4 separate regions of the Mus musculus genome follow, and regions 2, 3 and 4 are each linked to region 1. Evidence: chromatin contacts called from public promoter capture Hi-C data. All regions are on one chromosome and are shown on one strand. Each heading gives the region's core, a stretch centred on a gene start, on an enhancer-like site or on the middle of the called end of the contact. The rest is flanking DNA. Distances are from core to core; before and after follow the strand shown.

Region 1 (3,253 bases), core at 465-2,964:
TTAAAGGGTTGTAACTTTGAGCCTTTGTAGCTTCTTTTGGTGTCTGGAGACAGCTATAGTGAGCATGATACATACACATAGTAGGAACATATACATTCATATGTTAAGGGCACAGGTATGTATATATGCATACATATGTGTGCATACATGCACATTGCTACGCTAATAACTGATTATATATATTTATGATTAGGGTTCTTATGTTTGCTCATTTATAACACAGAAACATTCAGCATGAGAAAGTGTCCTTGGCCTGTGTGAGGCACTGGCTTTGGCCTCAAGCTCCTGATCCCCCAGCAAAACAAGGAACACTACCTCTTCCTGGCAGGGTTACTGCGAGGGCCATGCAGGTGCCATGCAAGGTGCTTAGCTTAGATCACATAATAAATGATATCTTTTAAAAGAATACAACATAGCCAGTTATTGGTGGTGCAAACCTTTGATCCTAGCGTTCAGGAGGCAGCAGCAGGGGGGATCTCTGAGTCTGAGGCTAACCTGGTGTACAGAGTGGGTTCTAGAACGAATAGCTAAGGCTACACAGAGAAACCCTGTGTCCAAAAAAAGACAAGTGTATATTTATACACACACACACATATGTATATATACTTATATACACATACACATGTGTGTATATATGTCTATGTGTGTATGTATATATGTATATATACATCTATGTACCTGTATAGTATGTATACACGTATATTTACATGTATACACACATATATACATATATATGTATACACACATATACAGATATACGTGCATACACACACACACACACACACACACACACACACAGCTTGGGTTCTGAAGAGATGGCTCAGCAGTTAAGAGCATTTCTGCTGTTCTTTCAGAAGATCCTGGCTCACTTCCCAGCAACCACATGGCAGCTCACAACCATTTGTGTCTCCAGTTCCAAGGGATCTAATGCCCTCTTCTGGCCTCCAAGAGCACTGCTTTGGTGTGCTTAAATTGTCAGCAAAGCATTCATATACATAAAATAAAATCTTTAAAAGAATAAATGACTTAATGTGGAGAGACGGGACTGGAGCATCTGCCCAGCATGCAGAGATGGGAAATACTGCAGGCTCCAGGAGGCCTCCTTGATCTGCACAGCTCCCTCTTATCTGACCGATTCAGTAGGGCCGCTCACCACCTTTGTCCTTTATTACCTTTCTTCCCACAGACTGAATCTGAAATCCAGGCCCCACCGCTCAGCGGCCTCACTCAGTGCCTCTGCTCAGTTTCACCCATCTGAAAAGTGTGCCATTCTCACTTTTACTCAGTGATGTCACGGAGGCCCTGAGCTGACTGATCAGGGAGTACATGTATGTTATCTCTTCTGGGTCCTTCATGGGTCAAATCTGGCAGAGCCCTCCCAAATGCAACAGGTGCCATGCCCCCTCTAGGTAAGCCCTCCCCCAGCCCCCCACTCCTGAGGTTATCTATAAAGGCACAGGACATAGAGGCTCACAGGTTGTAGTAGGCACCGAAGTCGTCTGCAGGGACCGGCCGATGAGACGCCATGTCAATGAAGCACATCAGGCTTTCACTTCTACTCACGAGCTACCTTTGATCCTTTTAACTTCATTTCTCCAGGACTGCTCCCTGGCTTGTTTTTGGTTTTGAACCGTTTGAATGCCCCCCTCCCCCCTTTGTGTTGTTGCTGTCTGATTTCACTTGACTCAGGCCCAGTTCTTCTTGGATCCTCCCCTGCATCACAATTGTCACCCTTCATACCAAGGTTCTAACGTGTTGTCAAGGGATACCATTATTTGTTTGTTTGAAATGCTTCTGAAAGATCAACTTTCTGAGAACGAATTGTCCACATCACAGCTCTCCCTCTATTTCTGGGTTTCTCACACACAAGCACACAGAGATGTTCACCCTCTGGATTTGGGGACAGTGTGTGGCAACACTGCTCCCATGAACCCTAGAGGGACATCTCTTCCCCTATGGAGGAGGTAGTGAGATTTTTCTCATCCCGATGCATACACAGTGAGGTCACCAGAATTGTTTATTCTTGGGATGGAGACACAGCTGGATATGGGCACATACCCATAGTACACAGGCTGTTAGGGTTTTACTGCTGTGGACAGACACCATGACCAAGGCAACTCTTCTAAGGACAACATTTAAATGGGGCTGGCTTACAGTTTTAGAGGTTCAGTCCATTATCATCAAGGTGGAGAACAAGGGCATGTCCTGGCAGACATGGTGCAGGAGGAGCTGAGAGTTCTATATCTTCATCTGAAGGACACTAGAAGACTGGCTCCCATGTAGTTAGGAGAAAAGAATCATTGCCCACCCCCACAATGACACATTTCCTCCAACAAGGCCACACCTCCTAATAGGCCAAGCATATTTAAACCACCACACAGGCTTATTATAGGATTTACAAGCTGTGGCCTCTGGGGCACACATGGTTTTCTGAACTCAGACTTTTCCACTGGAGGAAAAGGATGGCATCCTCAGTTCTAACTAAAAGCATGGGGCTGTGACCTGGGAAAGCACCCGTGCTGGGGCCTTGCCTCTGGAGTGCCTAGTTGCTGCTGGCCTGCTCTCTGAGCAGATCTACTGGGTCAGCCAAGCACCAGCAGAGAGCAGGCAGAGAGCCCTTAGGATCAGTTTATCCCAGGTAGGGTACTGAAGACAGGCTGAAGGAAAAATACTCTCAAAGTCCAACTTCATAGAGCAATGAGTTTCAGTGGGGTCAGTTAGGGCATATGGGTGGAGAGATCAGGAGCAAATAGGACTCAGCTGTGTCACCGAAGACCCCAGTATGAGTGACAGCTCATGAAAGCTGGGCTCCAGGAGCACACACAGCCTGCAGGCACTCAACAGATTGCAGTGTCCTTTCTAGGCCTTTTAGTCGTAAGCCACACACTGCAACACACACCACATGACATCGATCTCTCTCACACACTATGCCAAACCACCCGGCAACACACACAATGACTAAGAAATATACATTAGATCCATAATGATGCCCCTCTGTGTATGTGCATATATGTATTGAGAATCAGAATTCACACCAATAGTCACAACCTTTCTAGATTTATTTTCCCTTCCTATACAATCTAACTCTAACTGGGAGACACCTAGCTTCTGACAGCCCTAGCATAGCTCCTGTCTCATCAGTCCTCAATGCTGTGTTCCCACTGCCTAGCACGTGACATTCCTGCCTCATCTGCACACCAGGGCACCACTGCCCACAGCTCATACAGCTCACACTAAAGTAAGAGGGCTGCTT
Region 2 (2,933 bases), core at 10-2,509, 160 kb before region 1:
GATGTGCACCTACTATGAGCAACCAGAAACCCTTCCCATTCCCCTTCTCCCTGCAAAGGAGCAAAGGAGCAGAGAAGAAAAGGAGCCTGATTTATTCCCTCTACCTCAGCTTCTGCAAAGTCCCTACACACAGAACTGGGCCTAGACAAACTGAGGCACCAGAGAGCTTGACTCCTTCAGCCCACCACAGCCTTGGGCACCCAGCACTGAGTGGTGCCCAGTAGACATGAGAGAGCTGGCACTCATCCCCAGACAGTCTCATAGGAAAATGTGTCCCACTGCAGGATAGGAACCCACACTCTCAGCTAAGTGCACTGTTGAAAAGCCACATGATACGCTAATACGCGTCTGCCTACAAAGGTTGATAGGGGAGAAGAGAGAAAAGAGATTTAAAGCAGGATAGATATTAACTTACAGCCAAGAAGTTTCATACACTGTGGCCCCTCTAGTGGAGATGAGACTATTACAAAATTACAAAGACATTCAAAGTTCTCTGTTGTCACATAGGCTTCTAAAAGAACCTTTATTTTAAGTTGATGTGTATTTCAGTTAATGCGTACTAAACAGAAGAAGCAGAACCAAACTCATCATGTCACAAGTCACTTTGTTGGATGCATCCTCATCTTCCTACAAATCCCCTTTAAGCACTTCCCTACCTGTGGACAGCCAGGCCTGAAAACAGGGTACCTGGCTTTGCTTTCCCTGCAAGCTGGTATACAAGTGGGCACTTGGCGAACGTTTAAACATGAACACTAAAAGAATAAACTACTTTACACAGAGAAATGAATATTAAGAGAGTTTGGGCTATCAAATGCTTAAGTCTTTTTTTTTTTTTTCCTATTTCATAAGGCAATTGAGTGGATCACAAATACAGATAGTTTATTTTGTGGGCAGGTAGAAGGAAACAAAATGCAAGACACAGGCAGCAATCACAGAAGTAGGCACATGAGAGGCAGGGAATGAGGGACCTGTTAAAACTCTGATCTACATCCTGTTCAAGAATTCAGGAGAAACACCACTGAAGCCAAACCGGCTCTCCCAAGGCAACTCAAACACTCACCTGCCTCCAACAGCAGGGAAGACCCACCCTGTCACTCACCTCTAGCTCGGTAGTATTCACGGTATTCACGGTATTCACAGGGCTCCATCATCTCCCTTGGATTGCTCCTCCTGGCAGACAGACAGAGGAGGCTGGAAGGCAGCTGTCAACAGGGCTTCTTGGTCGCCTTTGTCTGTGCTGTGCACTCCCTGGCAGCCAGTGCATCTCTTATTTAAGGAGTTCCCTATTCCCCTCCTTTAGCCCCGCCCCCATAAAGTCCCTTCCTTCAGGCTTAATTTCAGCCTCTCTTGTCCCCGTCCTTTCTGATTTGAACTTTGATCAACAGAATCAGAGAACATGGTGTTTTTAGACCAGTTGGGGCACCTAGCCTCCCAAGCCTACAAGCAGCTCTGGATAGACAAGGTAAAAGAGCCCTCTATCATCCCTGCCCCTGCATTCAGACCATAGAGCCCCAGCCTTGAATAAAGCTCCTAGCTCAGAGGCCAGAAATAGGCCAAGGGCATTCACAATAAGTAGCACAGAGGGTGGAGTTGCTCCTGCCCTGGCTTCTCTATGAGGTGAGGGCAGAGCCGGCTCAGAGAAGCCCATAGCTAGCCAGGCTGAGCTCAGGACAGATCAACAACAGGATATGAAGGATTCTTTTTATCCATTACTACATAGCACTTGTTCTGGGTTCTTTGCCTCGACTACTGTTTAAGCTAACGGAGGAAAAACCTGTTCAGTGCCAATAAATCTGGAAGTCCCTTTAGTGGATGGACGCTTCTACAGCAAGCAGAGCTGGAGAACAGAGCGGAGCCTGGGTGCAGCAGAGTGCGGGACACACATTCGTAAGGGGGAAGAATTGCCACTTTGTCAGATGGAAATCTTTCTGGTGACAGCAGTTATCTGTACCCCTCCTCTTCCTGAGTCGAGTACTTTTCCTAATCAACGTTTCTTCCTGACCATCTCTTACGAAAGAACAGCTTTTGAGAACTCCTCCTACGTCCAGGGCTTCTCGAGATAACACAAAGGAAGCGTACTAGTGGGGGCGGGGATGGCAGTTTCTCCTGAAATCATATTCTGGGGTGGTGTGTTTGTCCTGAACCCCAACACTGCCACAAAACAACAAAAATCCTTCGGAGTTTTCCCGAATACCAAGAGCTTTTTGTTCTTTATATCGAGGTCCCTTTGTTCCTCAGAGGCTCTGGACTGCGGATGCCTGCACCCAAGAGCTTGAACACAATCTGAGAAAAACAGTGTCTAAAGCATTACCTGTACTTACACAACAGACTTCATGGGGGGTGGTCAGGGGGAAGAATGGGAGAAAGAGCTAAAGGTTAAACAAGGGTGGGGCTCAGTGGCAAACCGCTCACCTAGCACGCCCGCCCGAGGCCTTGCCTTTGGTCCCCAGTTCCCATCTCCCTTTTTTAAAAGTACCTCTGGAGCAGATTTGAAATGTTTGCAGGGCTACCTGAAGGATAAGCACCCAAAGAAGGCAGCTCCACACCCCAAGTGTCACCCTTCACCCAACTGTCATCACATCTGTCTCGATCAAAAGTAATCATGTTTGCTATAATTCTGTGAGCCACGCCAGCAAATTAATCAAACCCAAGAAAGATGTGGGAATCCACAAAGACATAGTAGCAAGCACAGGTAGCAAACTCCTTACTGGGAACCTGTGGCTGAAGTTGGAGCCGACTAAAGAGGCTGAACTCACAGTCTGGACTCTAACTCCACTCAGTGTCATAATTGGATTGATTGAATCAGAGGTCAGGTGGTATATGCCAGGGCTTGAATGGTATATAGGAGAAACTTCACACGTAAGAAAGGGAAGAGGAGCCAGGTGGCGGCGGCACTTGACTTAATTCCCAGGACTTGGGAGGCTGAGGCAGGC
Region 3 (3,148 bases), core at 71-2,570, 140 kb before region 1:
AAGCCCACTTACTGTAGTGCTACTGATGGCACTCTTACACATAATATACTCATCCACACAGCTGAATGGTCAAAGTAATATTAAAGATGCATATGTTAAGAGTATCCTGGGCACCTGCTGACAGAATTGCTTTTATTAGTTTCTTGCATATTAGTCTTACAATAATTTGTGTAAAGACAACAAATACCCATGGGAGGCAAACAGAAAGCACACCCACTCGAGCACCAACTCCATCTTTTCTCAGCACACAGCTATCTTCGGCCTGCTAATACTGTCCCTGAATACACACAACTGTGAACACTGTAGCAGTGTCCCTGGTGAATCTGTGGGCACTGTTTACATTTTTGATGTTTTCATATAAACATGAACATACAGAAAGCACATACCCTTGCTTTGCAGAGCAGTGTAGAACATATTTGACAGCCATGAAGAAAAAAATTTAATTAATGTTTTTAAGTCACAAGAGAAATTACCACTGTTTTCTAAGACTATCAAAACTTTTCGTCAAATGGAGCATGGTGAGGAACTCAGGAGGCAGAGCCAGGCAGATCTCTGTGAGTTCAAAGCCAGCTTGGTCTACACAGTGAGACCCTGCCTCAGATTCCTTACTAAAACATGGCCAGCAAGATGGCTCCTCAGGTAAGGGCACTTGCCACCAAGCCTGACCTGAATTCAATGGCTGGGATTCATGTGGTAGAAGGATGCTCTCTCGTGCATGTGTGTTGTGGCACACAGTTTCCTCCCAACAAGTAAATAAAGGTAAGCACTTTTAAAATGTTGTCAAAACATGAAAATTTCTGTAACAAAGGTAACAAATTTAAAAATAGTGAAACTTGTAGCACAATGTATGGTAATATAAAACATTAGAAATGGGCCTGGAGAGGTGGCTTAGCAGTTAAGAGCTGCTCTTCCAGTGGCCCTGGGCTCAATTCCTAGCACCACCTGGCAGCTTCCAACGGTCTGTAATTCCAGTTCTAAGGGATATGACACCCTCTTCTGGCCGCCATGGGTACTGCAATCATATAGCACACATGAAAATATGCAGGCAGGTTCTCATACACATAAAATAAAAACTTACAATATCAACTATACCAAGAAAATGTTACTTCATTTTATTCATATCATATTATATTTATAACAAGAATGGAGAAATTCTCTTTCACTGGACATGATACAGGGCATGTTAGACATTTTAAATTATAGAGGCTTTAACAGTTTACTATTTTTCTTTTTCAGAGTTTTCCTAATTCTTTGCTCTAGCAACATTAACTTTAGAATCCATCTGACTAGTTACAGAACTAAAGCATGTCCCTCCTACCCTCCCATCTGTCAGTAAAAGCTGTAACCTTCAGTAACCTAGAATGATTATATTTGGAAGCAGGGCCCTTCAATGGAATCAAGGTAAAATCATGAGCTATTCTATCTCTGTGTCCTTTTGAGAGAAGATAGGACACAGCTGGAATGCAGCTATCGACAAGCCAAAGAAACCTGCTGACACTTGATGTTGGACCACGAAAAGTTCATGTCTATTGTTTAAGTTACAGTTTCTGACACTGTTACTAACACACTAGCATTGCTTTAATGGCATATTACATTTACTCAGGAAGAACTGAATGTTCCTGGACACAGAGTCTCCCATTTACAAAACATGAGTTGACTTGCATCTGCTCATAAATAAAATCAGTGCATTCGTCTAGTGTCTGGTTTGAGAGATCCTTTTGTTTAATCCAGTTCGTATGTGTGCGTGTGTGGTGCACGTAAATGTTTACATGGATGTGTGCATAAGTATGCCTGGACATTTGGAGACAAGAGACTGACATCATGTTTTCTTTGTTCATTCTCTATCTTAAAAAAAAAAAAAATTGTGTGTAGTGGCGGATGCTTTTAATTCCAGCAGCCAGGGAGAGGTGGTTGCATCTCTGTGAGTTCCAGACCAGACCAGCCTTTTTGGCACAGGGTCTCACTGTGTAGTACTGGCTTCAAACTTGCTATGTAGAGCAAGCTAGCCTTGAGCTTACAGAGATCTGTCTACTTCTACCTGAGTGCTGGAACTAAAGGCACTCAGCACTACACTGGCCTGATAGCACTTTAAATGTGGAACTTTCAGCCTTCGGGTTACACTAAAACTGTCTGTTACTTCATCTACCTTGTAAATCTCTGTGGTTCCCATGGTGGGTGGGTAGGGAAAGTGTATACCCTGGCAAAGCCCCTTCTAGTCCTGTTCTAGATAAGCCCCAGGTCAGCTTTGGGGTTTTATTGTTTTTTGAACAAAAAGGTTAATTTCAGACATCAAGCTTATTGTAAACTTACAAACACACTAAAGCATCGTCCCTAGAAAGTTAGGCTGAGCATACTTTATCAAAGCAGCAACTTTTCTACAAGGCTATAAGTGAATGAAAGATCTACCCTGCCCAGAATATTTAATTGATTTCAAGTGAGAAAATGAATACTATTTTTAAAAGTTAAAACAAAAAATCTGGCAGCTGCTTTTTCATGCTCTTTGGGGACCTAAAATAGCCACAAGGGCTCATAGTTCCTATGGTAAAGGGACATGCATCTGGGTGTGGTAGTACTAGTGTAAAACTGAACTCAGATATGTAGATACAAGAAAATCAGGAATTCAAGGCAAACCTCAGCTACACACTAACTTTGAGGGCAGACTCAGCAATATGAGATCATGTCTCAAGAAAAACACATAAACAAGTGACAAGAACTTTAATCCATCTGATTTTTAAAAAAATCTTAGTAATTTGATCAATGGAAGGAGGCAATGTCTGTACGAGGCTTCCATGGAGCCCTCTAGATATGAAGTCAGAGGCGAGGAGACTGGCCAGCCGACTGCTGCAAACCTACCACTGGCTAACACATAAACATGTATTCAGAAACCTAATTCTATTTCAAAGAGTGTGACACTGAGCTTTTGTGGAGTTAACTGGTCACAGAAAACCTAAAATAGCAACTTTATCATGACCGATTAACCACATAATGAACACTTCATGGATACCTAAGCTCAGTTTCATTTTCAGATTCTTTATCATAGCCAGGCGTGGTGGCGCACGCCTTTAATCCCAGCACTTGGGAGGCAGAGACAGGTGGATTCTGAGTTCAAGGCCAGCCTGGTCTACAAAGTGAGTTCCAGGACAGGAAC
Region 4 (3,083 bases), core at 378-2,877, 250 kb after region 1:
TTTCGATAAAATCTTGCTAGTGTATGCAATGGTGTCAGCGTTTGGATGCTGATTATGGGGTGGATCCCTGGATAAGGCAGTCTCTACATGGTCCATAACATCTCAGCTCCAAACTTTGTCTCTGTAACTCCTTCCAAGGGTGTTTTGTTCCCAATTCTAAGGAGGGGTATGGTGTCTACACTTCAGTCTTCATTCTTCTTGAGTTTCATGTGTTTAGGAAATTGTATCTTATATCTTGGGCCATAGCCTTTCCTAGGTGGCTTCTGACAGGTATTTCTCTGGTCGAGAAAGCACTAATTTATGGTTAAAAACATAAATATTTAGAAGACAGCTTGGCAATGTGTCTATTTAGCAAAATAATAGTAGTAGGTTCTTGCATAGGGCCCATGAGCCCTAAACTTCGGACCAGGTTCCCAATACCAGGCATAAATTCCCTCCTGTGGAGCAGGCCTCACATCCAGTTAGAGAGTGGTTGGTCACCCCTATAATAGTCATGTCACTATTGCCCTGGCACATCTTGATTGACAGGTCTGTTGTGTTTCATAAAGGGTCTATCTCCAAGGAGGTGTGCCTGTCTTAAATATTTTTTATTCTTTTTATTATGTGTATCTGTGTGGGTGTGTGCACATCAGTGTAGGTGCTTATAGAAGTCAAAGGGTTAGATGTCCTGGAGCTGGAATCATAGGCAGTTAGAAACTGCCTGACATGGTGCTGGGAATCGAACTCGAGTCCTCAGGAAGAGGTGAAGAGCAGCATGTGCTCTTAACCACTGAGGCATCTCTCCAGCCACACACACACACACATCTACACAACGTGCATAATTAGAAAATTATTTTTATTAAAGAATTTAATAGGGGCTGGAGAGATGGCTCAGCGGTTAAGAGCACTGTCTGCTCTTCCGAAGGTCCTGAGTTCAGTTCCCAGCAACCACATGGTGGCTCACAACCATCTGTAACAAGAACTGACGCCCTCTTCTGGTGTGTCTGAAGACAGCTACAGTGTACTTACTTACATATAATAAATAAATCTTTAAAAAAAAAAAGAATTTAATGACTCAGCTTTAAAGTAGTAACAATAAGAACCACACCCGAGAGGAGAACCTCATAGTCCCTCAGTCCTTGCAGCTGGCACGTCATCACTCAGCGTAGTCCCTCTGGGCTCTGTCATAGGCAGGGTAAAGGTAGGACACAGTAGTGAATATATATATATATATATATATATATATATAGCCAGGGGTCTCTCGTGGCAGAAGGCCAAGTGCCTCAGCAGCTGTCAGCAAAGGAATCAACAGTGGTGACAGGGAAAATCAACTCTGTGGCAAGAGGGAAGCCAAGCCAGCAAAAGGCAGGCTGATTGTCCTTTGGCTGTACCCTTTTGATTGGGATCCCAGAAGGTGTAGCCCAGAGTTAGGTGGGTCCTTCCCAAGGCTCTCAGGACACTTCTTCAGATGCAGTTCCTTACTGTGGTAATTATGATGTGTGGCAAGTGAACTCAGACCCCAGCCCTCAGGTAAAAGCCAGCACAGAGTTCTATAACCAAAACGTGTGCTGCCTCCATCAGCAGGGTTTTATGTACTTACAGGAGCAATGGCAGTGACCTGGGTTGCTCTGGGAGCCTTTCGGACCTTCCTGACTAATAATTTACCTAATAACCAATGTTTTCTGGGAAAAGTGTTGCCCACTGCTGCAGGGTAACTCAGTTTAAGCCCTTCCTTTTAAACTATATATTTTAATTAGTTTACAAACTTGTAGGTTTCCATAGTCTAGAAAAGGGGCTTCCTTGAATAGTCTTGAGTAGGGAATTCCTGCCTAGGACCATAAATCTGGTCAGAAGCTCCTGTCTCAGTGCAGTGTCCATTAGATGCCCCTGGTGCTAGAGTTACAGGTGGTTGTGAGCCACCAACCTTGGGGGCTGGAATTTGAACTTGGGTCTTTTGCTTCTCTGGTATGTATGCTTCTCTAAGGTATTTCCCCTGCACTGAAACACAACAACAAAACATGAAATCAAAACCAACCAAAGAAATAAAAAGTAGGATGCATGATATCATCTTTTCATGGTTGCTGCATGTTGGTGAAACATAATCTGCTAGAGATGACATGTGAGACCGTCTTCTTCTCTAGCTCTTTCTTATCACAAGGCTTTAAAAACGAATCCCAGTAGGAAAAGTAGCATCTTTGTGCTTCCCCATCCCAGCAATACTTGGAAAACATTTACCTTTTATAGAGAACAGTTTTCATCCTAATAAAGAGACAAGAATGGAATCAAGGAATTAAAAAGTGTATTTATCTTATTTTAATTGATTACAAAAGTAATCTATGCATGTTACTTAAAGTTCTATAATTAGAGAAATTTATAACTGACAGGCAGTTAAGGTTTTTTTGGGCACAGTGCTCCACACCTGTATTTGCAGGATTTTGGAGTCTGAGGTAGGAAGATCATGAGTTGGAGGCCAGCTTGGGCTATATAGTGAGACCCTGTCTCATAAAACAACAGTACTTAAAAGGGACTGAGAGACGGCTCAGTTGCCAGTGTGCTTGGGGTGTGATTGTGAAGTTTGGAAGCGAGTTAGGACCCCTAGAACCTTCACGTGTCAGCCCCTGTAAAGCCAGTGCTGAGATGGTGAGGGAGGTCCCTGGGCTTTCTGCCCAGCCAGGCTAGTAAGTTGAACCAGTAAGCTCCAGATTAAGTATGTGACCCTGTCTCAGAAAAGAAGGTAGAGGGTGACAGAGGGAGATACTGACATCATCCTAGCCACCACACACACAAACACGCACCTGTTCATGGCCTCCACACACACAAATATGGATCTGTGCACAGCACCCTCCCCCACTACAGAAGACAGTTAAATTCATACTTAGCCAGAAATAGGATTTTTATCTTTTTTGTACTTTGTTGTAGTCGAATAAAATATTTAGTAATAGATACTTGATGGCCCAGGTTGCCTTGTTTAAACTTCATTTTTTATCCTTAGGGAGATTATACGAAGAAAAGCAGTTCTGGCATTATACAAATTTTACCTCATTGCCCCCAATCAAGTACAGCACATCCACACTAAATTTCGGAAAGCGCTTTGTGACAGAGAT

Evidence for each region. Promoter capture Hi-C pulls out the DNA fragments that hold promoters and counts their contacts. Capture Hi-C pulls out chosen DNA fragments and counts their contacts.
Region 2: a promoter capture Hi-C map of adipose tissue shows a contact between it and region 1. The contact joins the promoter of Hdc here to the promoter of Usp50 in region 1. A contact is called at or near these places in 12 of 39 promoter capture datasets (the 3T3-L1 cell line, 3T3-L1-derived adipocytes, the C10 cell line and 7 more) and 3 of 9 other capture datasets (adipose tissue, macrophages and pancreatic islet).
Region 3: a contact with region 1 is called in a promoter capture Hi-C map of hippocampal neurons, with 2.3 times the contacts expected there. The contact joins the enhancer-like site here to the promoter of Usp50 in region 1. A contact is called at or near these places in 11 of 39 promoter capture datasets (the 3T3-L1 cell line, 3T3-L1-derived adipocytes, the HPC-7 cell line and 7 more), 2 of 484 Hi-C or Micro-C datasets (the G1E-ER4 cell line and the HPC-7 cell line) and 2 of 9 other capture datasets (liver and pancreatic islet).
Region 4: a promoter capture Hi-C map of liver shows a contact between it and region 1. The contact joins the enhancer-like site here to the promoter of Usp50 in region 1. A contact is called at or near these places in 18 of 39 promoter capture datasets (the 3T3-L1 cell line, 3T3-L1-derived adipocytes, the C10 cell line and 13 more), 1 of 15 datasets of contacts at CTCF or cohesin (the NIH/3T3 cell line), 3 of 484 Hi-C or Micro-C datasets (the HPC-7 cell line, bone marrow-derived macrophages and microglia), 2 of 115 datasets of contacts at active chromatin or transcription factors (both in embryonic stem cells) and 3 of 9 other capture datasets (adipose tissue, liver and pancreatic islet).

The regions. Positions count from the first base shown.
Region 1 is chr2:126,781,746-126,784,998 of GRCm38.p6, forward strand. It overlaps Usp50 (ubiquitin specific peptidase 50), which reads right to left and starts at 1,715. Exons shown (of 7, transcript NM_029163.3): 1 at 1,475-1,715. The coding sequence starts at 1,542.
Region 2 is chr2:126,617,419-126,620,351 of GRCm38.p6, forward strand. Hdc (histidine decarboxylase) reads right to left here and starts at 1,260. Exons shown (of 12, transcript NM_008230.6): 1 at 1,100-1,260. The coding sequence starts at 1,151.
Region 3 is chr2:126,639,506-126,642,653 of GRCm38.p6, forward strand. The region is part of intron 7 of Gabpb1 (GA repeat binding protein, beta 1); the gene reads right to left. Among named protein-coding and RNA genes, the nearest start is that of Hdc, 22 kb to the left of the region's middle. Within about 2 kb of position 1,321, at least 3 of the 459 cell types and tissues checked have an H3K27ac peak or open chromatin away from gene starts, as enhancers often do. A contact at or near this core is called in hippocampal neurons, where this site is marked.
Region 4 is chr2:127,030,559-127,033,641 of GRCm38.p6, forward strand. Ap4e1 (adaptor-related protein complex AP-4, epsilon 1) reads left to right here. Exons shown (of 21, transcript NM_175550.3): 6 at 2,972-3,083. Among named protein-coding and RNA genes, the nearest start is that of Ap4e1, 23 kb to the left of the region's middle. Within about 2 kb of position 1,628, at least 1 of the 459 cell types and tissues checked has an H3K27ac peak or open chromatin away from gene starts, as enhancers often do. A contact at or near this core is called in liver, where this site is marked.